3 separate regions of the Zea mays genome follow, and regions 1 and 2 are each linked to region 3. The links are chromatin contacts, called in public Hi-C maps. All regions are on one chromosome and are shown on one strand. The core of a region is the stretch at or near the end of the contact, and the rest is flanking DNA. Distances in the headings are between cores, read along the strand shown.

Region 1 (2,700 bases), core at 55-2,554, 160 kb before region 3:
TCCGGCGTATGTACGGCAGCACTCTATGCACTACATCCGGACAACATGTGTACGAAAGAGATTTAAAAGGTGATATAATATATAATAGTTGATTTAGAGTTTAGATATAGAGTAAATATGACTGCGGAGGATTGTGATATAGGTAAAGAATTTTGCTGACAATGATATAATATTTCTTTTTTAGTAGAAATTTAGAGGTGTTTGAGTGCAGATAGCTAGAGCAAAACTACACTGCCAACAGATGGCTAGAGGGTCTGTTCTAGACTCGAGTTGCCTGTGAAGATAGTCTTCAGTTCTTCACCCGCTGAAAAACTACGTCTACTCTGCTATGGTTCTAAACGTGTGTGATGTTTAATTCCGCCAATATAATGATGTAATAATTATGGATAAATCTTCCTATTTGTATCCTTCTAAAACAATTATTCATTATGTATGGACCGTGATAAGAACTAAACTTCGATAATAGTATAAATTTTTGGGACTATCATGTTATATTTTATTATGTTATATTTTATTAGGTGGATTTTCCCTCAAATAAATCGTGGACCGTTCCGGCCATCGAAACCAAACCTCACGAGAAATGACTCCCAAACTGAATCATGAAGTACGTGATCGCTGTGAATTGAGTAGGAATTTCTCCCATTCAAGGTACATACAGATACAAACATGAATGGCTTTATTTGAGAACAAAGTTTTTGAAAACCACAGTATTTAAAATACTATAACATACTTTAATCAAGACAATACTATAGTTTAAAATATTAAAGTTTTGGAAACTGAGGTCCAGACCTAGATTTAGAATACTTTAAAACATTACAGTTTTTGCAATACTTCAGTTTGAAAACATAGATTTTAGCTAGCTTGTAAAACACCATTTTGTATGTAATACTACAGTATTTGGAAATACTGAAGCATTTTTCCAAAACTGTCAAACAAACTTCACTACCAAACACCTGTATATTGTACTGTATGTATCGATCGGTTTGAAAAATCTGTCGATGGGTCTCTTGATCGGCTGTACCGGCCAACAGTGAGACTGTCTGCTACTCACTCATTAATCGATGTGAGACTAGTAGTGATAGGTCGTTTAGGCTCGGTTGTCCTACACAGCCACAGCTACGGCTTAAAAACAAAATACTCGCATCAAGCCGTAGTGAACAATAGTATATTGGCGTCTCACCAATAATCCTGGTACACCAAAAAGTCAATCAAGCCGTCAAACTCCCCGCAACTACACGCAAATTTACCTTCCTTGCATGCCAAGTCTGTGCTACATAACTAGGGCCCTCCTCTCTATGTCTCTCTATAGTCGAACTCTATAGATACATCGCCTTGACGCTCCATCCTTGCACAAACGCAACTACGAGAGAGAAGGACAAGGAAAAAAACAGGGGACAAGATCGAGTGAGAAAGAGGAGATATGGCGTCCATAATAACAGGAGATTTCGCGGAGGCCTACGTACGGAAGAACGCCTGCGAAGAGGAGACGAGGAAGGCAGAAGCAAGCACCGCCGGCGGGGTGGCGGCGGCGGCGACACCAGGAGACAAGAAGGCCGACGCTAGTGCATCATCCGAGAAGAAAGTGGCCAAAGAGGCTGCAGCTGGTAGCAACAAGGGAGAAGGAGGCAGTCTCTTCGGGCTGCTGAAGAAGAAGGTTCACCCCAAAGTCGGTGGAAGTTCAGGAGCTTATTCTTGACCTCCTGTATGCATCTGCGCGTGGCTACAAGCATGCTGCATGCATGCAAGAAATTTCAGAATTTTACCCGTGTCCATCTTGAAGTGGTTTCAGTTCAGATTTTTGGCCTTTTTCGTTACTTTCCCTTTCATCCTCCTTGAATAAGATGTACCTGTTTGTTTGATAAAGAGGTGGAAGTAAAATGTTTAGGGGAAAGGAAACGAAGCAGTTCTTTTCACCATCTTTCTCTACTTTTTTTTGACTATCAACGGAGGAGGAGGGCCCCCACCTGGTTAGTTATATTGCCATTATACCAAAACATGCCTTGAGGATACAGGAGATCAGAGGAAGTACATGAGACGGGGTAGAGGAGAGAGGTGATTTCATTGGTGGCCTATGCCATGTCTAGGATCCTACACCAGTTCGCCACAATTGGAAGGTCCTCACGACAGAGTCTGCACTTCCATATATTGGCATCCGATTGGCAAAGCGAGTTGTTTCGCGAGGGGAGCTCTTTGCGGAAAACGACGGCGTTACGGCCTTTCCAGAGTTGTCAACATCAAAGGAGAACGAAGGTGCTGAACAATTTGGGGGAGGTTTGGGGGCCCTGCAGGCTGGGGAGGACATTTTGTTCATCCGAGTCGATCCTCACACCCAGAAACGAAGCGGTTCATTTCACATCTTAGCTCTCCCTACTGATGAAAACAACTTCAATATTTGGCCCTACAAAGTCCAACGTAAAAACGAAGTCATGTTTTTTGCTACCGATATTTTGTCCCTACATGCTACTGGTTCCAAGTCTTGCTCCTCTTTCCATGCTAGGCTCCTAAAGTGAAGCTTTTAGCTGACAACACAGTGTCTCACAAGTCACAAGTCACAAGTTCCAACCAGAGAGTTCGACACTTGTACAACGTGAGACAACGACTCAATGCGGCGACTTTTGTCCTCTTCGCTGATGATCTTCGGGCGGGGATGCGAGCTCTACTTAGCTATGGCCAGCAGGTGGTACATATAGCCCTATAAAA
Region 2 (2,899 bases), core at 258-2,757, 160 kb after region 3:
CCCTGTCTGTTTCGGCTTTTCGCAGCTTCTGGCCACCAAAAGCTGCTGCGGACTGCCAAACACTCAGCTTTTAGCCAGCTTCTATAAAATTTGTTTGGGTAAAAACCATTCAAAATCAACATAAACATATAATCGGTTGAGTCGTCGCAATAGTAGTAATCCGCCACTTTATAGATCCTAAGCCCCATGGACAACTTTATCTTCCTCCACACGTAATCGTAATGATACTCAGATTCTCCTCACAGCCAGATTCTTCCCACAGTCAAATTTTCAGAAAAGTTGGTCAGAAAAAATAACTGAACCAAACACGGCCTTCGCAATCACTCGCAATCACATATTAACGATAGCTAGGCACGGAGAAACCAATGCCAAGTGGCAAATGACCGCCATCCGGTGGCAAGTGAGCTGATGCAGACACATAACCAACCTACCACACGTCGACACCCCACCAGCTGAGTCAAACTCAGCTAGAAATAATATAGGACAGGCCTTGGACAGCAGGAATGCTGCTTTTATTCTCCCCGTACGCACTAGCAGAACCTCCTCGTGCAAAAACAAGGCGGCGAAAGCGAAACCAATCGCGCGATCACGCAGCGTCTCCACAAGACGAACGCAATCCGATGGGATCGGTCACTCACATACAGTAATTACACACAGCAGAGGCAGGAGCTAGCCTCTGTCGATGATTTACTACTGGTCGTACCTAGAGCGCGGTCACGGTGGCCTCGGCCTCGCCGGCCGGCGAGCGTCGCGGCTCCTGCCGCTTCGTCTTGCACTTGTCGACGACCGCGTACAGGCGGTAGGGCGACGCGTCGGTGGCGAGCCACTGCTCGACGGTGAAGAGCTGCTGCGCGCACCCGAGGTGGGGCCCCGTGACCGTGGCCTCGAGGTAGTTGCAGTACCAGCCGTGGTGCGCGCCGGTGCCGTCGGAGGTGAGGTTCATGGCGCAGGGCGCCTGGCTCATGCAGGGGCCCCGGCCGCTGAAGATGTCCAGGTTGCCGCGCTCGTAGTAGTCGTGGCCGGCGCCCATGAGGCCGCCCCACCCCGCCAGGTCCCGGATCCGGATGCCCGTGCCGTCGGGGCCCAGCAGCGTCACGCCGATGGTCGAGTCCGTGCCGCCCTTCCAGATGGACCCCGTCCGCACGTACACCGTGTACACGCACTGGTTCTCCGGGTCCGACTCCAACTCCGACTGCGACGGGGCGCCCGCGCCCCTGACGACGGCCGCCGCGCGCGACGCCGACGCCGACGCCGCGTACGCCTGATGAATCAAGCAAATAAAGGCGCGCGCGGAGACGGAGCGAATAATCGATTCAAGAGGCGACTTCGTAGGCGCCACAGCGCAATAGCAGCAGACAGCAGATGACCGATGATGTGCTTACCGCGGTGGCAAAGAAGGCGAGGAGGAGAAGGCAGGGAGAGAGGAGCTTCAGCTTCATGGCACCCCCGGAGCGCGGAATCCTTGGCTGCTACGATCTGATCTGAATCTGATGAATGGGAGGCTGTCTAGCCGTGGGCGGCGGCCTGGTGGAGAACTATATGGGGGTCGACCGGCGACGGCCCCACAGGACAGTGATAGATTTGATATGGGGACAGGGCCGGCCCTGAGGGTATGCAAGATATACGACCGCTCAGAGCCCCCAAGATCATTAGAGCCCCCGTATGTCTAGATTATGTTCAAATACATATATGTTACAGGTAAATCTCTATTCTCGTTCCTTTGTTGTCTCTCTCTCATTTTTTGTCAATCATCTCTTCGAGGTCGTGCAACATTCTGCTTATGAGGAATACTAAATATTGATTGATGCGGGGAGACCGAAAGGTATTGTACACCTGTGCCTGTCGCGTTGCTCAATTCTAGCCTACCGGAGGGTCCACCTTGATAACCTACGTTGCTTAATCCAAGTTTAGTTTGCTGAAATTTGTTTCTAGAAAATTTGCTCTAATGTATTTAAATTTGGTTTACTGTGCATTTTAAGGTTTAGGCTAGTTTGACAAATTAAAAGTAAAATAGTCGCTCTCAAAGCAAATATAGAGTTATATTACATAGTCTGTGTAATTTTACAACTCATAAAATATTGTAACAGTCTCGAGTCATATCATTTTAAAAAAATATGTAAATCATCAACTTCCTTTATTTTTTAAGATATCATTTAAAGTTAAAAAATAGTAAAATCAAACGTTCGTATAGGGCCTCCATATAGATTTTCGCTTAGAGCCCTCAAAATGTCAGGACCGGCCCTGTATGGGGAGGAGGAATCCAAATTCCAAAGGCAGCAGCATATTCCACGGCTTCAAAAAAGAAAAAGAAAAAGTTCAGCAACGTAAGGGTTTGTTCGGTTATTCCCAAAACACATGGATTGGATGGGATTGGAAAAAAATGAGAAGAGGTTTGACTTGTTTGGGTTTCAAACCCATCCAATCCCACTCAATCCACATGGATTGAGAGCTAACCGAACAAGCCCTAAATAGGACAGGCGCGAGCGCGAGCGCGACGCTGCCGGCCGGCCTCGTGGGCCGAATCCCGATCCACGTCCACCAGATCCGAACTCGAACTATACAAGTGGAAGCACTGGCAGTGGCAGGACAATAAAGCCCGGCCGCGTGGCGCGTGCACGTGAAACTCGCCTAGCGGTGGTAGGTAAATTCTGCGGTTCGCTCTTCGCTGGTAGAGTCATCACTCATCAGCATAGCAGGGGCCGAGCCCGTACGCGTGCGTTCAATAGCATGGGCGGCTACGTGGCGACTGGTGGGTGGTGGATGTTGAGAAATACTCCCTCCGTTTCGTTTTAATTGTCGTTAGATAGTGCAAAATTGAACTATTTAACGTCAACTAAAAAGAAACGGAGGGAGTACTAATTAAAGGTTATATGATCAAATACCGAATATGTCCTAAGGG
Region 3 (2,914 bases), core at 396-2,895:
TCGGACTGTTTGGGAAGTCAGTCATGTCCACGACATCAGCGATTCCCAGAAGACTGCTGAGCATGTCATCGTCGTGCACCGCCGACCCGTCGGGCAGCGTGGTCCCGCCGCGCTGTAAACCTTGGAGCATGCTATCGTGCGCCACCGGCGGAGGCTGTGTGGTCTCAGCGACGGCGATACTGCTATTATGCTGCCCTCCGTCTCGGACTGCCACCGCGTCTTTCGCCTCGTGCTCGCCATCATCGGTCCCCTGCAGGCAGCGGTAATAGAGCTTCATGAGCTCCTCGATCGAGCTGCGGTCGGCGTAGGGCACGCAATCTATGTCCGGAAGCGGCAGCAACTCCTTGCCGACGTCGACGCCGCTACTGCCCGTGTGCCCGGGGCCGCCGACCTTGCGCTTGCGCTTCTCGACGTGCGCTGCCGCCATCGGAGAATCGCCACCGGCGTCGGTGTCGGGGCCACCGTCGTCGTCCTCTTCCTCCTCGAGCGGTGTGATCTGCAGCGCGCGCTGCGCGTGGCGGTCCAGCGCCTCCTCCTGGGTGATGACCTTGGACCAGGTGTCGGCGTCCCTGGCGCTCATCTTGTGCTGCAGCCGCTTGGACTGCCAGACGAGCTTGCGCATCTGGTCGAAGCGCGGGCTGAGGTGCTTGATCACGGCGCTGAGCAGCGAGATCTTCCAGGCCTTCTTGAGGTCGTGGGGCTTGCGGTACGGCGGCGGGCCCTGGTGCGCCTGCGCCTCGCCCTGCGTGCCCCACCAGGCCTCCCGCCCCGTGGGCCACCACGGCGGCGCCAGGCCGCGGTCCAGCGGGAAGCTCCGCTGCGGGGGCTCGCAGTGCTGGATGAGCGCCGACAGCAGGGACCCCAGCGTGCTGTCCTGGATGTCGTGGAGGCCGTGCAGGAAGGACGCCGCCATCGGGCTCCCGGGGTCGTCCAGGCCGGCGGCGGCGGCCACGGACAGCGCCAGCGGGCCCGCCCGCTCGAACCCCACCTCGTCCTTCCACCAGCCGCGGAGGCTGTCGGAGGAGCCGGACACGGGCACGCCGGACTCGTTCACCACGCCATACACGAACCCGCGCGCGTTGCACGCCTCCATCATCTTCAGCATGTGCCGGATGACGCCGTCCTGCGCCCGGAGCATCGCCTTGCGCCGGTACCGGCTCTCGGGCGACTCCTGGTGGTCCTTGGCCTGCTGGAGCAGGGCAGACGCCGTCGCCGGGTGGTCGTCAGCAAAGGGATGGAGATGGAGCGGGAGCTGGGCCTCGCGGTCGCGGCCCGAGCGGCCCTCGAGCTTCATGAGCAGCAGCTGGTCCTTCCACATGCGCTTCTTGAGGTCAGCGATCTCGATGGACTCGGAGCCCGACTCGGAGTCGCTGAAGAACTCCTCCTGGCTTTCGGGTTCCTGCTGGTCAGCGGCGGTAGCATGGTGGTGGTGGTGGTAAGGACCGGCGCCCAGGACGGCCTTGCCCTTGCCCGTGTCATTGTTGTCGTCCTTGTCTTCGTCCATGGTCGTTGGCTTGTTGGGAGGATGGGAAGGCTTCTGATAGTAGTCGATGCTTTCGCAGTAGTTCTCCATGATAATGTGGTTTGGCTACGATCGTGTACTCACTCGTGCGTGTAGTGACTGATATGACTGAGAAAAGATGGTGGGGGCACTGGCCACTGGCCACGCTCGAGCTCGCCTAAAAAGGTGCCGCGGAACCTCTCCGTGGCGCGGAGAAGGTTGTAGAACTCGCCGTGGCAACGCCTCGGAGGCGGAAGGGCCACCGTGCGTCGCCTTGTTAGGGAGTATAATATCGCACTTCAAATTACTAGCATGCACGTGCTAGGCTGGCTCTAACTCTCGTCAATTTACCCTTAGCTAGTTAGCTTTGCTGCAGATCACTTTGAACTGATGGTGGCAGCCATGGCGCCGATCGACATGCCTATTTGCTTTAGATTAAAGCCCATTATTTAGACTGGTGCAGCTATAATCTAAAAAGACAACTATTTAGACTGGTGCGGCTGCAATCTAAAAAGACAAAAATATTGTATAAGAAGTAGAAGCCTATACGTATTAAAACCCAGCAAACATCAGTATGGACTGTAACTGTAGCAGACATGTCTTTTCTGTATACTGACGACGTGATCCTTGACCAAATGACCATATACCTGAATACCTGATCGACGATTTCAGAAACCCAAGAAGAAGGCGGACGGCGGCGGAGCCGGCAGTGACCAATGGAACCATGACCAGTTGAGCACTAGAGTGTAGAAGCTTCCTTACGGTACGGCGCTAGTCTGGCAAACATCCAACGACTACCACCACGACAACAGAAGCGATAATATATCATTCACGTGATCACGTCCCGCGTCCGCGTGCATGTTTCCGACGACGTACGTACGTAGCGCGCGGCGGTCGCACGCAATTCTGAGACGGATCATCAGCTTACAGCATGCTGCGCGCACTGTGCGGCCGGCGTAGTATGGCATGGACGACGTCACGGACGTCACGGTCGACGCGTGGGCACGACGGCGGAGCTTAGCTCTGTGCATGCGCGCCATTTTGCCACGATTCCATGCCGCATTAGCGTCGTCGCTGACGTAAGGAATAAGCTTCTTACGGAGTAAGAATGCAGGGGCAGTGCCAACAATACTCGAGTTTTTTTCCACATCACCAAGAAATCGCGTGTGCAGGAACTATACAACATTCGACCCTAAAACTATCCACGTGGGGTCCATCCTCATCTTCTGTCCAATCCGTTTAGTTCCTTGACCAGCCTGATAGTGAGCCGCCGCCGCCGCGTAGTGACGAGCAGCTACCGGCGGCGGCACGGGGAGCACCAGCCAGCAACGAGATGCGCGTTCGCCAAGGCGTGCCAGAGCGGGCGATCGCGCGCTCGGCATGCATGCAGCGGCCGCTGCCCGCTGGCGAGGC

The links. A called contact is a pair of places that touch in the nucleus more often than the background predicts.
Region 1: a Hi-C map of leaf shows a contact between it and region 3, with 3 times the contacts expected there. The contact joins the promoter of LOC100274938 here to the promoter of LOC100274454 in region 3. A contact is called at or near these places in 9 of 25 Hi-C or Micro-C datasets (bundle sheath, ear, endosperm and 3 more).
Region 2: a Hi-C map of leaf shows a contact between it and region 3, with 4 times the contacts expected there. The contact joins the promoter of LOC100283850 here to the promoter of LOC100274454 in region 3. A contact is called at or near these places in 4 of 25 Hi-C or Micro-C datasets (bundle sheath, ear, leaf and 1 more).

What each region holds. Positions count from the first base shown.
Region 1 is chr2:44,600,856-44,603,555 of Zm-B73-REFERENCE-NAM-5.0, forward strand. LOC100274938 reads left to right here and starts at 1,305. Exons shown (of 1, transcript NM_001149181.2): 1 at 1,305-1,913. The coding sequence starts at 1,421. The coding sequence ends at 1,696.
Region 2 is chr2:44,927,851-44,930,749 of Zm-B73-REFERENCE-NAM-5.0, forward strand. LOC100283850 reads right to left here and starts at 1,508. Exons shown (of 2, transcript NM_001156748.1): 1 at 1,383-1,508; 2 at 610-1,261. The coding sequence starts at 1,439. The coding sequence ends at 704.
Region 3 is chr2:44,763,654-44,766,567 of Zm-B73-REFERENCE-NAM-5.0, forward strand. LOC100274454 (ETHYLENE INSENSITIVE 3-like 5 protein) reads right to left here and starts at 1,646. Exons shown (of 1, transcript NM_001148813.1): 1 at 1-1,646. The coding sequence starts at 1,573.